Regions from separate parts of the Mustela erminea genome. Here region 1 is linked to region 2. A link is a contact called in public Hi-C data. All regions are on one chromosome and are shown on one strand. The core of a region is the stretch at or near the end of the contact, and the rest is flanking DNA. Distances in the headings are between cores, read along the strand shown. Region 1 holds the start of SKAP2 (src kinase-associated phosphoprotein 2). Region 2 holds the start of HOXA4 (homeobox protein Hox-A4).

Region 1 (7,019 bases), core at 954-3,453, 210 kb before region 2:
CACTAGCAACCCTCTGTTTTGAAAACCTGACTTTTAAAGATAACTTTTAAAACACTCATTTCGGACATTATGCAGGTATATTAACGGACTAAAGAGAGAGAAGTGGCTAAGTATATAGGAAGTTAGCATTGGTAGATAATTTAAATATAATAAGCTTGCAGCAAATTATATACATAAGGGCCACATGAAATATTTGTAATTTATGGGAATCAGAAAATAATGAGTCTCATACTATCGACAAAAGTATGGTTATGGGGGGGGGCGCCTAGGTGGCTCAGTGGGTTAAAGCCTCTGCCTTCGGCTCAGGTCATGATCCCAGGGTCCTGGGTTCGAGCCCCGCATCGGGTTCTCTGCTCAGCGGGGAGCCTGCTTTCTCCTCTCTCTGCCTGCCTCTCTGCCTACTTGTGATCTCTGTCTGTCAGATAAATAAAATCTTAAAAAAAAAAAGTATGATTGTGGACCCAAATAGCAAACTGCCTCCTGTTGGAGCTCTCAGGCTTTTTAAAGGTGTGTTTTTAAAGGTGTGCACCCAGAGGTCTGTACTTAATGATAAACACTTCTCCAGTATGGCTATTAAAATAGTAGCCTAAACATGAAACTCCAGCATTGTAACAATGAAAATGTTAACTGTGGCAAAAATCAGGAGTAAAAGCTGCCTCAAATCAAGTCTTTATAGTTCTTTATATTTCTCTTAGTGGTACCCATTAATGACAATAAGCATTCTTAAGAGTAAAATACTATCCCACCACAAATGCATTTATCACACTGTAATCGTGTTTAGACAAACCTAAGTCTGCATTCATACGCTATTGGTTTTATTCTCTTAATCATATTCATGATGCTAATGAGCAAAACAGAGTATTAGGAGATTTGGTCTCACACTATAATAGCAACTTACTTAAAATGTCACATTTTAGATATTAATTTTTAAAGTTAAAATAAGCAACTTGTAAGAAACATCTAAAAGAAACTCTTCTAATCCAGCTATTCATGACCAATATTTAAAGATAAATACTTGAGACAACTAAAGTAAAACCATCAAAATTCAGTTTCTAGAATTCTGATGAACCTAATGACAAAATAAATGATGGTAAGAATTTCGGAGCATCAGGATGGGTAAGATTTGTGCTACCCTGAAAAGATGTGTTCTCTACTTTGTGCAGAAATATGCCTCTCCATTCCCTAGCAGAGTAATGAACGAGGAGTGGATTCGTAATATCCTTGAAGAACCGCATCTTGAACTCCTAGCGTAAGTTCCTATAAATGGTCATTTAAAACTGAAAAGGGGAAGATGAGGGTGCAAAGATGAAGTACTTTCATCGTGTGACACAGGAAGTTGGACCTTAACACATACTTCCTTTTTTGTTTTCATGTTACTCAGGCTGAAGACAAGTGGGCATTTGAGAATCAGGCCCTCTTTGAAAGTCTTAAATATGAGCGCAATGAACGTTTAAGAAAAAAGAGTTTTAGAAATGACAAAACCTTGCGTCCCACCACCTCGAACACCTGTAGCTCAGACATCTTTCTGCATCTTTACACCCTTGTCCTCCATTGGCCAGGCCCCCGAAGAACAACTTCTTCGACTTCTGAGCCCTTCCCAGTTCTCAGACACGCACTCATGACCATTCCCTCTCCCCTCCTCTCCCTTCTCTCTCTCTCACACACACACGCACACGACGTCCTCACGATGCATACAGAACTGCCGTGATCCCGTTAGTCTAGCCCATCCGGGGGGGCTTCCCCAGCACCCCTGAACCAAATTTCAACACACGCCCACTCCCTTCTCAGACCCCGCTTCCCCTTTCCCAGTCCTGCTCCCACTGGACGGGAGACCTGGGAAGCGTGGGGAGGGAGGGCGGAGACGCTGAATGCTTCTGTCCCCACCGGCTCGCCGTCCCCTCGCCCCCGCCCCCGCCCCCGCCCCAGCAGCGCTGCCCGCCCCCTTTACCCCCCGGGCTCTTTACCTGCCAACAGGTTCCTAATTTCCTCAGGGAGGGGGTAGGGAGAGGAGGTGCTGCTGGGGTTGGGCATGTTAGGGAGCGCGGGGCGTGCGGGGAAAAGACCTGTGCTGAAAGGGGGACCGACGGGCTGAGGTTGCGGCTGCGACCTAGACTCGGACTAGCGGTCCCGGTAAGGACAGCGGTGCTACGAGTCCGGACACTGCCGGGCCGGGACTCACAACAAGGAAGTCCCTGAAGCCCTAGCCAGCAGCTGCTGGACTCTCGGCCCAGCCCCGCCCGGCAGATAGGGGCGGGGCGATGGGCTGGGAGGAGACCCGAAGCGCCTGAGGAGCCCAACTGCGCATGTGTCCTATGGTTTTCCTAGCCTCGGAAAAGAGCCTCCGGACAGACCACACCCACCCCTACGTAAGGGAGCGGGAGGAGCGGCTGGTGGGAAGGGAGCGGACGGGGGCTGCATCACCTGATCTGCAGCCTGAAGCGCCTTGCAGCCATTTTGGTTACTGGTACCTCCACAACCGCTGACCGTTTCTCCAGGATCCCGAAAAATAAATTATCCATAGTGCCCCTAATTTTCCTATTAAAGGACTTCTAGCCAAAGGTCAGCCCCGCCGAGGTTTAACACCTCACGTGGTAACCCACAAGGAATTTTCAGCCGCCCTAGACTATTGTGGCCTTCTTTGTCCGATTGAATGAGGTAACCAAGTCCCATCTTCCGCCAGTCTTCCCTGGGAAGCCGTCTGGAGCTGCTCCAGAGAGCTGATTGGTTCTTAAATTACTTTTCTACCTAATTCTTATTGTTGGGGCGACTTCCCCACTATGAACGAAGAGTGAGACGTTCTAGTCACTATCCTTTTGAGTTAAAAAAGAAAAAGGCATAAATACTACTGTCCCATCTATAAGCATCCAAAAGAAAAAAAAAATTGCTGATTAGTAGAACGGAATTATAAAAGGTGTTCGCTCCAACCTGATTGACAGATATTTATTGCAGGTCTTCTATCTGTAAATCTTCTTAGGGTTTCTCTAAAACCCAAAAGACACGTTCTGGTGCCTTTAAAGTGTGTGTGTGTGTGTGTGTGTGTGTGTGTGTGTGTGTGTGTATTCTATACACTGTATATATATATTCTCTATATATGTATATTCTGAGTGTGTGTGTGTGTGTGTGTGTGTGTGTGTGTGTGTTGCATTCCGTCTTCCTCCCGGAGTATGGGAACTGCTGCCCTGACAAAGCTTTCCTTCATGCTACTATTGTATTTTGAAGATTGTAGTGTGGTGTGTGGTGTATAAATTGCTTACTTCTCTACCCTGAGGCCCTCACATGATCAACAGTCCTTAAACTTCAGTTTTCATTAAAATGATAGAGAATTTATTAACAATGCAGATTCTCAAGTTCCACTCCCAGAGATTCTGATTCTGTCCATTTAGAAGGGGACCTGAGTATTTCCATTTTAAATAAACCTTCTCGCAGTTCCGATCCTAAGAGTTGATTTTGAGAATCACTTTACCACTTTCCAGATCCATGCAGCACAGAATTTGCTGTAACTTAACCTTTCTTCCCCACCTGGAGCCCTAAATGTGACATAAAGCAATGGCTCTATTAATATTTCATACAAAAAAGTCTCAGAAAGTAATAGTAAAAAATTAAGTGGTCAAATGCAATGAAATTTTTTTAAAGATTTTCTTTATTTCACAGAGAGATCACAAGTAAGCAGAGAGGCAGGCAGAGAGAAAAAAAGGAGAAGCAGGCTCCCCGCTGAGCAGAGAGCCGAATTTGGGGCTCGATCCCAGGACCCTGAGATCATGACCTGAGCTGAGGGCAGAGACTTAACCCAATGAGCCACCCAGGTGCCCCTGCAATGACATTTTTGTATAATTCTGTAAGAGATACAACAAACACTAATTGGAAAAGGAAAAATTAGAACATGTTGGAGTCTTGTCAAAACAAAAAACGGAGCTTCTGCCTGGCTCAGTCAGAAGAGCATGTGACTTGCTTCATCTCAGGGTCACGAGCCCGAGTTTAAATAAACTTAAAAAAAATTGACAAAAACTTTATAATAGAACTAAGACACACAACACAACTACGAAAAAGACCCCCTGGAAAACAAATCCATTCCCTAACATGGAATCTGAAATTCCTACTCAGATTTAGTAATGTGAGAAATTATAGAAAGAGTGCTGAAAATTACAATTCTTTTTGGTGGAGGTAAAAGTAAATAGTCATTTTACAATATATGTCCTCCAGCTTCAAAGAATTGAGAATTATTATTCTTAAACTACAAAATTATCTTCCTTCTTAAAGAAAGAAGAAACTATGTCATGGACATTTTATATCAGTGCAGATTCTACTTTCCTTTAGAGTTATCATATATAATTCTTTGTCTTGTCACATTTTTTATTAAACCAGGCCTCCAAATATTCCTATCCTTTGTTTCCTTCTGATAGAACTGACCATTTTTTTCTTTATTCTTCTGTCTTATTTATTTATTTATACTCTACTCATTCCACAAAGGAATTGAAGTGATTTACCCTTGTATCATATAGACAGTTTTCTGGAGTGGATCAAATGGACAGTGTCTACACTGCTCATTATGACAAGTCATTCTTGTTAGTGAGAGACAGGAAACTATTAAGATTGCCTTAAAATATATAGCATCTAGTAGTCCAAATAAAAAAGGCAATAACAGAAAATGGACTTTTTGTGTGAAACACATTTCCCCTACTTAGGAAGCCATTCTCAGACACAGGTTTGTGATGGATTCACTTGGGCAATGCTTTGTATACTCTATCATTTTTACTGTTTATTGTTAAAGTTACTGAAATTGATTATAAGACAGAAAGAGAAATAAAGAGAGGCTAGAAGAAATACATTCTTATTTCTTCTGTTTCCAAATGTTTCCCTAACAAAAACTAGGAAGGAAATCAAATCATACTTTACATTCTTTAAAGCAGTCATATTACATAAAAAAAGAATAATAAACGAAATTTTAAATCTCAACCTGTAAAAGGAGTAACAGCTTCCCTACCATTCCACAAAGAACAGACTAGACTCTGGGGAAAATCCCATGATTTGTCTTCTCAAAAGGAGAGCCTTCAATTCAAAGAAGATGTATATAGAGATATATAGATATATATCCCTATAACTAAAGCTAACCCACTTCCTTACATTTTTCAAATTTAGTTTAGGTGAATAAGTATTTGCCCACAGGTGTAGGGTTAAAAGAATCTAAATGAGCACTGAAGAAGAACAATGAGCTAAAACACAATTTACTTTTTTTCCCTCTGCATCTCTTCCTTTAGTTTGGCATTCATAGGCATGTGAAAGAAAGATTATATTTTATACTTAGACATTGTATAGTTATTTGTTGCCACATGACAAAACTTAGCTTTAAACACTAGCATCTCACATAGTTTCTGATGGTCAGGAATCCATGAGCGGTTTAGCTGGATGGCCCCATCTCAGTCTCTCATGAGGTTACAGTCAAGCTATAGGCTGGGTTTCAGTCATCTGAAGACTTGACAATAGCTAAAGGATTAGCTTTATAGAAAATTCACCCACAGACTGTTGGCTGCAGTCCTCTATTCCTCTGGCTGTTGGCAAAAGACCTCAGTTCCTCACTATATAGACTGCTTCTCCAGAGGGCTGCTTGAATGTCCTTTTGACATGGCAACTGGCTTCCCCTAGAGCAAGTAATCCAAGAGATAGCCCAACCAAGACAGAAGCTACAATATCTTTATCTCTTAATCCCAGAAGTGGCATCCCTTTGCTGCTGCCATATTGTATTGGTCCCACAGACCAAGTCTGGTGTGTAGAGAGAAGAATGTGCTAAAACTATCTATTACCTTTGCGTTTGTTCCTGGAGCTTGAAGTTCACAATGCAGGGAGTCAGGAAGGGAAGACAGAGGAGATTCATGATGAGCTGAAATTCAGAAGCACAGGTCATGTTCATGAGCCCACTTGAAACCACAGGTAGCTCTTGCTGCCTCTGATTCTGATGGTATGGATGTCCCGCAGAAGTCAGGGTCCTTCCTTACAGAGTTAACCCGCACTTGACTCTAGAGTCAGAACTCAAGGGAGGATCCAGCAAAAGATAGAGCAGTTTGCCCTACCTGGCTTTCTGGACTGGTCAGTTTCACAGGCCAGTCAGGTGAACCAGCAGAAAAGCAACAGTACAGGAGCCACATAGTTACAACTGTGTCAGGTTGTATAAACCTCACAGGAGAATCTCTTTTGTGACTAATGATGTACTAGATCCTGGCTAACCAAACATAGTAAAAGAATAAATAAATAAATATTTAAATAAAAAAATAAATATCTCTTTTGTGGCCCACCCCAGCCAGAAACAGACATAAGAGGGAATTCCAGGACAAGTAGGTTGACAGATTGAAAAGCCACCAAGCACACACTTTACTATTATATGTAAAGAGTGGACTAGACAAAAGAAGCAATTGAAATCTTGCACTTATTTTGCAGCCTAATATGTTTTTAAAACTTTTTGAAGCCATTGTGTCTTTCAAGTCATCTAGTAAGGGCTGTTTTAAGAATTTTCAAAAATGAAGGTTTGTTTTTATTTCCTAAATTCTTAGTCCTCTCTTTATTGGAATCCTCGAGGGCTGGTAGGTATGAGTTTATCATTGTGTGGTGCCAGCAGAAAAAAATTTATATTCTCACTGGAATTAACCTTAAAAGATATGACACAGAAACCCCACCAAGACCAGCACATTCTGATAGATGCAGTTCACTAACTTGTATTTCTAGTTTTTAGGTCGTAATTATTATTAATCCTGTTAGTATTATTTATTAACAAGATAAGGAAACATGTTCATTCTCTTTTGCTCTCCATCTCATTTGCATATACACAAACATGTGCTCAGGGATTTTGCTGCCCTGACCAGTTATTTAATATGAGAACAATAAGCAACTCCATACAGACCAGGTTTGAGTTCTTTTTTTTTTTTTTAAGATTTTATTTATTTGTCAGAGAGAGAGCACACGCACAAGCAGGGGGAGTGGCAGGCAGAGGGACAACCAGATTCCCTGCTGAGAAAGGAGCCCAATGTGGG
Region 2 (6,447 bases), core at 1,191-3,690:
CATCCAGGGGTACACCACAGGCTCTTTGCCCTTCAGGCCGGGCGGGTTCTTGTCGGCCAGGAGCAGCGGGCACGCGGGGGCGCTGCCCCCTGCCGGGACGCCCGGGGTGGCTGGAGCCGCCTCGCAACGCCGCGGGGGTGCAGGGGGCGCCGCGCGATGCTGCGGGGGAGGCGGCGGCGGGGGCTGCCGCCCCGGCGGCAGGACGTGGCTCGCGTGCAGGCCGTGCGCAGGACCCTTGGCTCGCGCCGGGGGCTGCTCGGGCTGTGGCTGCCGCCCCGGGCTGGCGCCACCGCGATAGCCATAGGGGTAGGCGGCGTCGGCGGCACCATGCGCGGGGTAGAGCGCGGCCGCAGGGTAGGAGGGCTCGCGGGCGGCCCGTGGCGCGTAGTAGGAGGCGGGGGGCTCGCGGCTGTTGCCCGCGTGGGGGAGCTGGGGCTGTTGCGCCGGCAGGTGCTGGGCCGCGGGCGCTGGGGGCTGCTGGTAGCTGGGGCCCCCGCCTGGGCCGCCGTCTCCGCCGCCCGGGCCGCTGTGCTGCGCGTACTCCTCAAAGGGAGGGAACTTGGGCTCGATGTAGTTGGAGTTTATCAAAAACGAGCTCATGGTCATTAATTTGTGAAGTGCAAAAATACTAATTTTTCTCGCGTTGTCGTTTTTCTGGGCTCGCCGAGGCCCCTCCCCCTCCTGCCTCGCTTCCCATCCCCCCTTTCCTCTGCTCCCTTCCCCTCCCCCGCTGTCAAGCGCCCACCCCTCCCCCTCCCCCTCCCGCGGCAGCCAGCGCCACCAAAGTTCGCGCCGCTCCTCCCCCCACCCCCCTCGCGCGCGCGCTCGTCTCGGTCCCGCGCGCGCCCCCGCCCTGTACCCACCACGTGACTAGCCCCCGCCAATAGGCGCGCCGCGCGCGCGGACCCGGATCAGGAAGCGCGCGGGCGGGTGATGGATGCGGCTGTCCGGCCTCTGGCGGAGGGAGGGAGCTGGAGCTTTGGTCCCCCCCAATCCCCCAACTTCGAGTACTGCTGGGAATTCGGGGCCCGCCAGTGCTTCTGGTCCTTTGGACGCCCAGGCCGGGCCCTTTTCGTGCCGTACTTCTAGCATAGGCCTCGGGGCAGCCGGGTGACAGCGGCCCAGCGCTGACCTCGGGCCCAGCCTAGACTGGCCTGGCGTCTTCCAGGGTTCGAGGCCGGTGTGGGGAGGAAATGGCGTCGAGACCTTGGAGGTGTCCTGGTTTTAATCCTCCCCTGAATAAAACGAATAAGGCCAACAGACCCATTTTTTTCACCAGCTGATCCTCTTCCTCACATCGTGCGCCAGAGATCCCCTGCTTCGAGAAGCCCGGCAGGAGCCGCAAGGGTGGGTGGGTGAATAGCTGAGAGAAGTGGGACCGAGGTTGTAAAGCAAGGCCGTTCCAATATAACCAGATGGGCACTTTTCATTTTTTCTTCCTTTTAGAGACAGAATCTATTTTATTTTTTTCTAAGAAAAATCAAAACTTTTCTAATAGCATCTCATTTTATTGAGGTGTCGATTTGAGAGTTAAACACACTTGCATTTACTAGGCGCGACTGTGAGAGAAAACATAGCCCAAGGGGGGGATAGGTAGCAGCGACGCCTCCACAAAAATCGAGTTTTGAAACCAACAACTTCCTATTTCAGAACAATCCCCAAACAAAAAAGCTAAGGACGGAATAGGCACTGTGCCCAGTCTGATCGCTGACGGTCTCTTTTCCCGCTAAGAATTCTATGTTTTGTCTTCAGGATGCTGCTTTCTCGGGCTGTATTTGAGGCTAAAGTTATATTTACAGGATAATCTATAATTTCTGAATTGCTGAAAATTAGCATATTAACGATAGCAGCAGCTCTGGAAAGGGAGGAGGACTGTTGCCTGCCATTTGGTAATTGAAATTTGATGGGTAAACTAATTACGCCATTATTAACAAATAAATTACATATTAATTCCACCTAATGTTGATCTTTGAAGTAAATACTGATACCTTACTCGTAGGGTGTACTTTCCCTTTCATTTTCTGAGTAACAGACACACCTGGATCCTCTACTTGTCAGCCTAGATGAAAGCAGTGCAAACTAGCATAGTCACCATGCTAAAAATAATTTCATATTGGCATGCAAAGCAAGAATTTTTCAGCTGGTGCACCTTAGTTGAATTTTCAAAGAGCAGTATAAACAGCTTTCTCACAACTGAGTCTGGACTGCAGACAAGGAAAGTTATAGCCTAAGCCTGGAGACACTTCAAAAGGAATGTCAATTCTATCTTCATTTATATCGCTTACTCATATAAGTTACTAAATGCTGGAATATATCCATTTGATGGATAGCCATTTAATGCTTAGCCACATAAAGCCTATTATATGGGACTAATCTTTAAACTAATTCAGGAAAAGAGGTTAAAAAAGGGATCATGTTAGCTTTCCAACTGGAATCACCCTGAAGTGGTACAAAGAGGTTTTCCACATTGGATGTGTGTCTCTGAAAAGTGCTGTGCATCGACAAGGGGCACCCTGAAATTTTTTAAAAAATGAAATCTGAGCCACAGACAGAAATCAACACTGAGCGTAATCTTTAGACATCCTCTCTAGAGTTGGGGGGAAATCTAGCCTGTGATATAGCTAACTAAATCAGTTATTTCTCTACAACAAGAAAAAAATATGTGCATCATATTTTATATATTATTTTATATGAACAATATATACATACATAATGTAATTTACAAAACGTGGCTTCCTAAGCTTCAGGGAAAGAAAAAAAAACATGACAAGGAAATTTTGCCATCCTCATGTCATCAGCCTTGAGTACTAGGGTCTTAACTACATCTGTTTAATATTATTTACAGACACTAAAACACAAAATTCATGTTGTTTAGCCTCAGAACCTTCTACTGCGTTTCTATTTTTAAAGTATTAACGAGACACAGGCACTGTTTTGTATATGGTTAACCTAAACGAGTTAACTGTGCCTGTGTTTCATGTGGTTCTATTACTTTTGGAAGATGGGCTTACACAGAATCCCCCAAGGCCTGTAACTTGTCTTTGTGGTTCCTATCATAAACACAAACGGAGCCAGGACCACCAAGTGTTATCTCACACACCGACATTTTGACATTTTACTGCAAGATTTATGGCTGTAATAAACAATCTCAGTACCTTTTCTGATCCTTCCACAATCTCTCTTTGCAAGCCATAGCATCATTCCATGGAATCAAATAATCTTCTGAAAAACGCTTTAAAAAAACCAAACCTCTTGCCTTTACATAAGATCCAACACACCAAAGCAAAGCCAGGAAGAGACTAACTTGATTAATAAATAAACTGAAGTTTACCAGCAGCGTCTCGCCGGAGAAAAGATGGGATGCCCTGAAATCGAGCAGAGAGGGAGCGTGCTAATCTTCGCACACCAACTGGCTCCAGTCCCTAGCAGGGTGAAAGCGTTATCCTTTTCTTGGGAAACTGGTGAGCGCATTTGCTCATTTCCACGTGCAGAGATAACATATATTCCCAACAAAAGCTTTCTTAAAATCCCATTAAGTGAAATAACTTTTCATCATGTCCTCGAATCCCAGATGGAAAAGGAGAGCGAAGGGAGTCTAAGGGAGAGGGAGGGCAAGAGGGAGGCAGTGTCTGCAGCCTCGTTTGAATCTGATTTGAATCATTTTGAATATATTTGGAACAGCCTTCCCTCTTGAATGCAACCCTGTCCCAAGTTTCAAAGTGACCGAACAGTGACACCGTGCGCATTTTGTTTCTTATTAATCTTACACATTGACAGTCTTTGTTAAATCACAAGGCGCGCCCTTCACTAGCCGACATTTTCATATTTGTTAGACGCGCTGACCTGAAGTTCACCTCGGCCTTGGACTTTGCGCTTCTAAAAGGTCTATACAGTGTCTTTTAGAGAGCAGAGTGCTTTGCCCAGGTCACTCCTTCTCAGGGAAAACCAAGGGGAAAAGCAAAGGAAATGTAAACGTTATGGAATGTATTGACTGTATTTGTCCTTTGTTCTTTAGAGCGAGTGTTCTCCAGACTGTTCTCTGTCTGAAGCAAGTCTTTGGAGCGCACACGGTAATAGCTCTATTTCAAAATGCCTGATGGTGGCATTTGAGGACTTCCTGAGATCTACAGTAGGCATATGATTTTAGAGAAGCAACACTCTATCAGCCATTCCACCAAGGGGCACTTTCCTTGTAGTAGTTTACAATAGTGCACTCAACCCACACATAAGGATTGAAATATGTATCTGGATTAAACATGAATTTTAAACTGAATTGTGTGAGGGGCCTAAAGATAAAACTCCTCCAAATAAAAAAGGTGGGTACTCCAAAAGCAATAACTTCTGCAGGTACTTTAAAACAAAACAAAACAACTTTAAAGCTGGTGAAGGGGTGTCTATGCTTATTGAAGTTGACATGTTTCTAAGGTGTGGCACGCTTTTAACCAATACCACAATAACAAGGTCTTCTTGAAGAGACACATAATTGTCTTGGTGAGTAATAGAGGGGGTTTCAGTTTTCTTCATTTCGCTAGCCCAGATGTGGTGAAGTGTTCATTGCTATAACAGTAACCACCACGGTTGTTTCCTTTTTTTTGTTTTCATCTGGCACACCCCCATCTGGCTTCAAGCTCTTGGCCAGAGTGAAAACTTTACACATTGCACAGTGGAAGCAATCTGATGGCTTCCTTGAAGGCGGTGCTTAGGAAATATTTACATTACCATTAAACGTACCTGGCACCAGCAAATCCAATCAACCAGAATATACTGGGATGATCTTAAATATCCCTGCAAGAGTCCACATTCTGAGTAGCTGAATTAACTCATCTCTAAAGTTAAAAGGGAAAACGTAGAAAAAAATTTCATTTTTCTCTCCTGTTTTCCTACTCTGATTACTTGAAGATCAATGCATAGAAAAGGACAATATGTCCCTCCAGAAAACAGATTCTAAAGGCACCAACATTTACAGCTAATATAGGTGCATGAAAAATAAAATATTGTTTAGTTCTCCAGTTGCAATTCACACATGAGGCATGGTTCCAGTTGGCTTCCTTAACACACTACCCCTTTCTTTTCTACACTCCCACCCTTCCTCCTGAACTTGCTTCCCCTCTCCTTAGTTTTTATTCCAAATGTATTTTTAAAGAGTATTTTCAGAAGAAGAGAAGTCCCTCACGGTGGTCTTAAGAAAGTGGCCTGGCATTTGTGGATTCCATTTTCCTGTTCAAATAGCATATTCTTTTCATTTTAGTTATCCCTTATAGATTGTAGCGTTTCTCTTATATACGGTATAGGGGTAACAAGAAACATAATGAAAAATTTCCAACAACAGGAACATTTTCATCATACCAATATGCATTTTCTCCCTGGTGGAGGGGGGAACAATCCTGCCCTTTCGGGAGCATTTCCACTTCCTTCCTTCCCTTCCCAGCTCTGAGAACTCTTGCATTTAGTGGGTGGAGGTTTCAGAAAAACCATTCTGTGTTTGAAAATTGCAAAGAAGACATTTTGCGAGAAGTGCCTGTGCCTGCCCTTGTTCTCACGCACTTGAGGGATCATTATATGTATGAAAAAGAAAAAGAAACTGTCCAATCAAAATAGCAATTTTCAAATAAAGGAAGTGTCCTGCCTAGTTCTCTTGCCTCTGAAGATATGTTGAGACCCTGAAAACTTGCTATATTAGTTTTTAAAGGTCCACTGATGAGTTTTGTTTTGAGCTTTTTAATTTTGTGGCAAACTCACAGACTTCTGGTTCTCCAGCATCTAAGGTGTTGGTGTTTCAGTAATCCATGCCTATTTACCTGCTGCTATTCCCTCAGAATGGGAGCGATAATTCAAGATGAAATACAGCATGTATTACTCTTGAAAAGAGGAATTTTCTATCCTTTCCTCCGTAATTGAGGTCATTCAACCACTAGGGTTCACCTGGAGTCCATACCATGATACACGCGTCACTCCGAGCCATTTTATCTTTTGTGCTGATAGTCAAGATCGCAGCTCTAACATTGACATCAAACTCTGTCTGGGCAGATGACTAAGAGTGCTGCACAACATAAACTTTTGACCCTCAACTTTTTGACCCGCAGTTGCAACGCACTAGCCGCAAAGATACACAAAGCTGTGCCTCTTCCTTCAGGAGGAAGGGGCCCCCCAGGATCTCAGGGACACCCTGCTTCTGTCACTGTCCTTGGGAGTAAGGGGGTGAATTGGATATTTTGGGGTGTTTGTGACTGGGTTTCCTGTCAAATCAGCCTCCTACCTCTTTTTGTCAGCACTTAAATATGAGGGAGATTATTTTCAAAATCACTCATCATCACATTTACAAGGAGAATTTGGAATAGGAGGGTGAAACCTCAAAAAAAAAAAGTGAAAGAAAAAAGAAAACAGGGAGAAAGCAGGCAGTAGGAGTTGGAGACATTTTTTTTTCTTTATTTAAAAATAAAGATGCAG

What was found. Hi-C and Micro-C count contacts between places; a contact is called where the count stands out from the background.
Region 1: a Hi-C map of skeletal muscle shows a contact between it and region 2, with 8 times the contacts expected there. The contact joins the promoter of SKAP2 here to the promoter of HOXA4 in region 2. A contact is called at or near these places in 2 of 3 Hi-C or Micro-C datasets (skeletal muscle and spleen).

Annotation. Positions count from the first base shown.
Region 1 is chr11:48,751,985-48,759,003 of mMusErm1.Pri, reverse strand. It overlaps SKAP2 (src kinase-associated phosphoprotein 2), which reads right to left and starts at 2,203. Exons shown (of 13, transcript XM_032305887.1): 1 at 1,965-2,203. The coding sequence starts at 2,031.
Region 2 is chr11:48,541,693-48,548,139 of mMusErm1.Pri, reverse strand. It overlaps HOXA4 (homeobox protein Hox-A4), which reads right to left and starts at 2,440. Exons shown (of 2, transcript XM_032303943.1): 1 at 1-2,440. The coding sequence starts at 606. It overlaps HOXA5 (homeobox protein Hox-A5), which reads right to left. Exons shown (of 3, transcript XR_004276656.1): 3 at 2,529-6,447.